Linked DNA regions of Macaca mulatta: region 1 is linked to region 2. Evidence: chromatin contacts called from public Hi-C data. All regions are on one chromosome and are shown on one strand. The core of a region is the stretch at or near the end of the contact, and the rest is flanking DNA. Distances in the headings are between cores, read along the strand shown.

What was found. A called contact is a pair of places that touch in the nucleus more often than the background predicts.
Region 1: a contact with region 2 is called in a Hi-C map of fetal cortical plate, with 2.3 times the contacts expected there. The contact joins the promoter of NTRK3 here to the enhancer-like site in region 2. A contact is called at or near these places in 2 of 14 Hi-C or Micro-C datasets (fetal cortical plate and liver).

Annotation. Positions count from the first base shown.
Region 1 is chr7:78,074,053-78,076,752 of T2T-MMU8v2.0, forward strand. NTRK3 (neurotrophic receptor tyrosine kinase 3) reads right to left here and starts at 1,259. Exons shown (of 17, transcript NM_001265637.1): 1 at 1,005-1,259. The coding sequence starts at 1,252.
Region 2 is chr7:77,481,769-77,484,468 of T2T-MMU8v2.0, forward strand. No RefSeq gene overlaps it. Among named protein-coding and RNA genes, the nearest start is that of NTRK3, 590 kb to the right of the region's middle. Within about 2 kb of position 1,418, at least 3 of the 40 cell types and tissues checked have an H3K27ac peak or open chromatin away from gene starts, as enhancers often do. A contact at or near this core is called in fetal cortical plate, where this site is marked.

The DNA.
Region 1 (2,700 bases), core at 9-2,508, 590 kb after region 2:
GGCCGAGGTCAACGAAAGAAAAGAGCAGACTCTCCAGTCCCCAACCCTCGATCTGTCCTCTCCTTTGCTTCTGCTCCCATCCCCACCAAAGAAAAATAACAAGGAGAAAAGAGCAGGCCACCACTGGTCTCCCTCGGACGGGGCAGAACCAAGCAAAAGCCAGCCAGAGTTGAATGTTTCAAATGAACCGATCCGCACAACCATACAAGAAACCCCCCTCCCCAAAACACACGCCCTCTCCTCTCCCTGCGCCATCCTGACTCGGAATTATCCGGAGCAGTTATCAAAGCCCAAACTGAGAAAGGATCTGTAGGCGCCCAGATGCAGATGAGGGTGGCAAAGGGGGTGTCTCGGAAATGCCCAAAATGGGGCTGGAGAGGGCGGGCTGCAGGAGGGGAAGGGAAGAGGTAGGCGTCCATGACGGCCTCCACACGTCCAAAGTCTCCCCGCGAGCAGCCAGCTCCCAACTTGTTTACTTGTCAGCATGTTTTGCTGTTTCCAAATGGAAATAGTTAAACACCTCGGCTGGATCGCGAGCAGTCCCTATCTGTCACCTTCCCTGCCGGCTAAGCGCCGCCGCCGCCGCCGCCGCTGCTGCCGCCTCTGCCAGAGAATCGAACCACGTCTACTTTATTTCACTTGAGCGTGGCCAAACTGTTGCTATTTAGTGGGGGGCAAAAAAAACCAATTTGCAACCTCGAAACGAGAAAGCAGCTGGTGGGGGGGCGGGTGGGAGCTGGGCCCCGCGTGCCCTCGGCGGCCGGGGTCCTCTCCCGGGAGAGGCACACACACGCATCGCCGGATCGCGCCTCATCAGGGCCGGAGTCACCTGGAATGCGCAGCCCGAGAGCATCTCCCGAGCTACAGCGAGCCTGACGCGCGCCCAGCGGGTGGCGGGCAGCGGCGAGCTGGGGCGGGTGGAGGGCCGGCTCCCGGCCGCGGGCGGGCAAGAGGGAGACGTGGAGCGCGGGGGTGGCAGGATGGGGAGCGGCCGCCTGACTTACATGGAAGTGATATTCCTTGAGATGTCCGTGATGTTGATGCTGGCGTTCCCATTGCTGTTCCCTGAATCCTGCCCTTCCAGGAGGGGGAAGAGGTTCCCATCGTCCGGCCGCCGGCAATTGATCTCAGTCTTGCTGCAGACACAATTTGCAGGGCAAGCCAGCACCGAGCCCACATAGTCCAGCCAGACGCTTCCCAGCAAGAAAATCCGCCAGAAACTACACTTGGCTGGGCAAAGAGAGACATCCATCTCCGATCGCTGCTTCTAAAAAAGAGGAGGAGGAGAGGAGAGGGGGGTGGGGTGGGGGGAGTGGGGAGATCGGGGGGGGGAAGGAAACAAAGACGGCGAGGGAGGGGGGAAGGGGGAGGGGGGGCTTCTGCCTTTGAAACGCCGAGCGATCAGATGCAAAATCCTTCAGCGTCTGAAACCATCGCGGCCGCCGCCGCCGCCGCCGCCGCCGCCGCCGCCGCCGCCGCCGGGTGGGAGCCGCGAGGAGCGCCTAGTGGCGCGGTCTGCCGGGCATGGTGGCCGGCTCGGCGATCGCTGACTCGCCGGGTCCGGGGACTCTGGAAGCTAGGCGCGCTCTCCGACTCCGAGACTTTGCAGGGTTGCAACAGACGGTGGGGAGGCAAAAAAAAAAAAAAGGAAAAGGAAAAAATGGTGCTAAAGTCACCAAGTCCCACCTACTGGGCAGAATTAAAACGGACACACCACACACCTGCAAAACACACACACTCACACACACTCACACATACACACACCAGGAGCCCGAGGAAAGGAGGAGAAGGAAGATGCAGTAGGAGCTGCAGCAGCCGCCGTGAATGGCTCGCCGCGCGGCTGCAGAAATGTACAAGTGCTCCGAGCCTTACGAAACGCACGGGTTATCGGAGCGTCTTCCTCGGCTCCCTCCCTCCCTTTCTCCCTCCCTCCTCCCCTCCCTCTTCGTGGCCTCCTCCCCCCGCCCCCCGCCCGGGCTGGGAGCGGCAGGAGAGCGGAATCTCCCCCTCCCTCCCCTCCCCACACCAGTCTCTCTCCCCGCTCGTCCTCTCCCTCCTCCCCACCCACCCACCCACCCACTCGCCGGCTCGCGGCTCTAGCCAGCACCGCCACCCGCAGCCGCGCGGCAGCCCGCCCGCCCGCTCCACGCCTCGCAGCGCGGCGCCGGCTAGCCGCAGCCCGGGGGAAACCGAGACCGAAGGGAAAAAGTTGCAGTTGAGATTGCGAGGGTCGGGGCTGGGGAGGGAGAGTTGGCGAGCTGGCTGCGCGACACGGAAAGGCGCTCTCCTTTCCACTTTTTGGCCCTCGCGCTGCCCGGTTTTGCTGCAATCCGGACCGCGGTAGGAAGTGAGATGAACGTGGCGGAGGTGATCGGGGAGTGCTCCCAAGCCTGGGTGGAGGGCGCTCCCAAGCCTGGGTGGGGGGCGCAGGCTCACGGACTGCGACGGGGGGGCCGGAGCGCACAGACACCCCAGAGAAGCACGCAGAGCCAGGGACCGGGACCGCAGACGCGCAGTCCTTGGTCTGAATGACACTCATTTCCTTAATCTTAAGAGTCTGGGGCGCTGGTCTCGGCTGGGAGGGGACTGCGGGACATGGCACGCTAGGTGCCCCCCGTGCCCGCTGCGCCTTCTTGGAGGTGGGTTTTGCATTCGGCCTTGTGCAAGCAGGGATTGGGGAAGGAAGAAACAAGGGTCGAA
Region 2 (2,700 bases), core at 168-2,667:
GACAGTGAAAAAGATCTAAATTAACTGACTCCATCTTGCTTTTAACCTCCAAGCTGCCCTTGTTCATTCCCAGGCATGGGGTGAATTAACTTTTCAGAGAAACTTATACTTTAAACAAAGACGGTAACAGTGCTTTCCCAAAGCAGATATCCTTCTTGCCTAGGGACTAGATTGTCTTTGTAGGACTAACATTAGCCACAAGATTAGAAATTATGGTTTAGCAGTCAATCAGCTGGAGGCTACAAGATTTTGACCCTCACCTAAACTGCTCCTAAGATCAATAGTTGAGATATTTTGCAGGCTGTGCACTTGATGGATCAGCTGGCACCACTCAGATGGGTAAACTGACTCACCTGATCTTCTGGCCCCCACCCAGGAACTGATTCAGCACAAGAAGACAGCTGCGATTCCCTATGATTTCATCTCTGACCAATCAGCACTACTGGCTCACTGGTGTCCCCCAACCCACCAAGTTATCCTTAAAAACTCTGTTCCCCGAATGCTCAGAGAGACTGATTTGAGTGATAATAAAACTCCGGTCTCCTGCACAGCTGGCTCTGCATGAATTATTCTTTCTCTATCGCAATTCCCCTGTCTTGATGAATTGCCTCTGTCTAGGCATTGGGCAAGGTAAACCCCTTGGGCAGTTATAATAACTACCAATTATTGAGAATTTTCTTTCGTTTTTTTTTTTTTTTTTTTGAGACAGAATCTCGCTCTGTCGCCCAGGCTGGGGTGCAGTGGCCGGATCTCAGCTCACTGCAAGCTCCGCCTCCTGGGTTTACGCCATTCTCCTGCCTCAGCCTCCTGAGCAGCTGGGACTACAGGTGCCCGCCACCTCGCCCGGCTAGTTGTTTGTATTTTTTAGTAGAGACGGGGTTTCACCGTGTTAGCCAGGATGGTCTAGATCTCCTGACCTCGTGATTCGCCCGTCTCAGCCTCCCAAAGTGCTGGGATTACAGGCTTAAGCCACCGCACCCGGCCAATTATTGAGAATTTTCTATGTAAATTTCACTCTATGAGAAAGGTCCTACTATTATCTTCAAGTTATGAATGAGGAAACCAAAACTCTGGGAAATTAAGCTACTTTCCCAGTCCATAGAGCTAGTAAATGGTGGAACCAGGCTATATTTGAACTCATTTCTCCCTGACTCCAAAGCAAAGCTACTATGATGCTTCACATTCACTGTATCATTTGAAGCAAGTTGCTGAAAATGTCTACATTTTCATAAAATGAGGCTGATCCACATTGACCTTGTCTACTTTCACAAAGTGGCTGGGATTCTCAAAGTAGATAATATGAGTGAAAATGTTTTGAAAACTCTTCAGACTCTCTCACTTTATACGGTATTATTTCTACTTCTGCTTCTAGCAGGCGCTGTCTGGTTCCTAAGTCTCTCCATGTGGAGCTGAGCTACTATTTTTGGCCTTCCAAGCTGTTTTCGTTTTTCACCAGAATGCATGCTCCATTTGGGTAATGGTAACAGATGTGACAATGGGAACAAAACTCCTACCAGCCACATTCTAACCCAAACATCCCAGGAGCCACTTCCAGCACTCACTTCACTTCTGCTCCGAGACAGGGAAATGTGAGAATACAAGGCTCTGCTTCACTGTCTTTTACTAGCCTTGATCATTTCCGATAAGTGTTCCCGGTCATCACTTTTCCTTTCTACATCTTTGAGTTCTGGTGTTGTCCATATTATATTAATAAAGGTCCACAGGGGGAGAGTGATTTGACGAAGGTTAAGAAATAATTGTGAGAAAATGTTTTGACATTATGTTAATGCCTGTCAGGGTATTATCCCCAATTTAAAGTTAATCACCAAAATTACATTGTGATTCCAAAAATGTAACGAAATAAGATTTGTTGAGGTGTGAATAATAAAGAATCAGAGAGCCGAGAGCTAAAAGATAAATAAACTTGTTTAACCCTTTTCTAGTCTCCTGTCAAAGGGCAAAGAAATAGATGGCAATTTGGGCCATGTGGATCTTGGCAAAATTAATGGGTTCAAATCTGGAAAAACAAGAGGTCTTTTTCGGCACCAAAACCCAACCAAGTATTGAGATAAAAATGTTGACATTTAAATCCATGTCAAATGGGTTCCAAAAATCTGGATGTTTGTCATTGTGTGGGCAAGATATTTAAACACTTGATAAATTGCTCAATTTTCCTCTAGAATTTTGGTGTCTTACAGAGGTCTGGCTTTATGCTTCCAATGGGCTGTCAAGCTTTTCTGCTTGAATACCCAGCCATCACCTCAAAATCAAACCAAGTCTATCATATTTCCTTCAAAACCAATTTCCTTCTTTCTGCCACTGGGAACAGCATTTTCTCAAGCTCTGACACTTGGAATTCTAGAGTCATCTTTGACCCTTTAAGTTTCATGCCACCCACTCACATCCAGACCGAAAATTCTTTCAAGCAGTCTTTTAAAAGTAAAGATGTTGACAGGAGTGTCCATTTTGCACATGCTTTCTACAAGACAAGCTCTCACTGCTTGGTGCTTTTCACACATTATCTTTAACCCTCAAAACAACTTTGCAGGATAGATCATATTACCCCATTTAAAAGAGGACAAAACTGACACCCAGTTACCAGGGTGGTAACTGGCCCAATCACTCCTGCAGGAAGTCCTTGTAATTGGAACAGGGATGCAATTCCAGGTCTGTCTGCTCCAAAGCCATCAGCATGCCCAC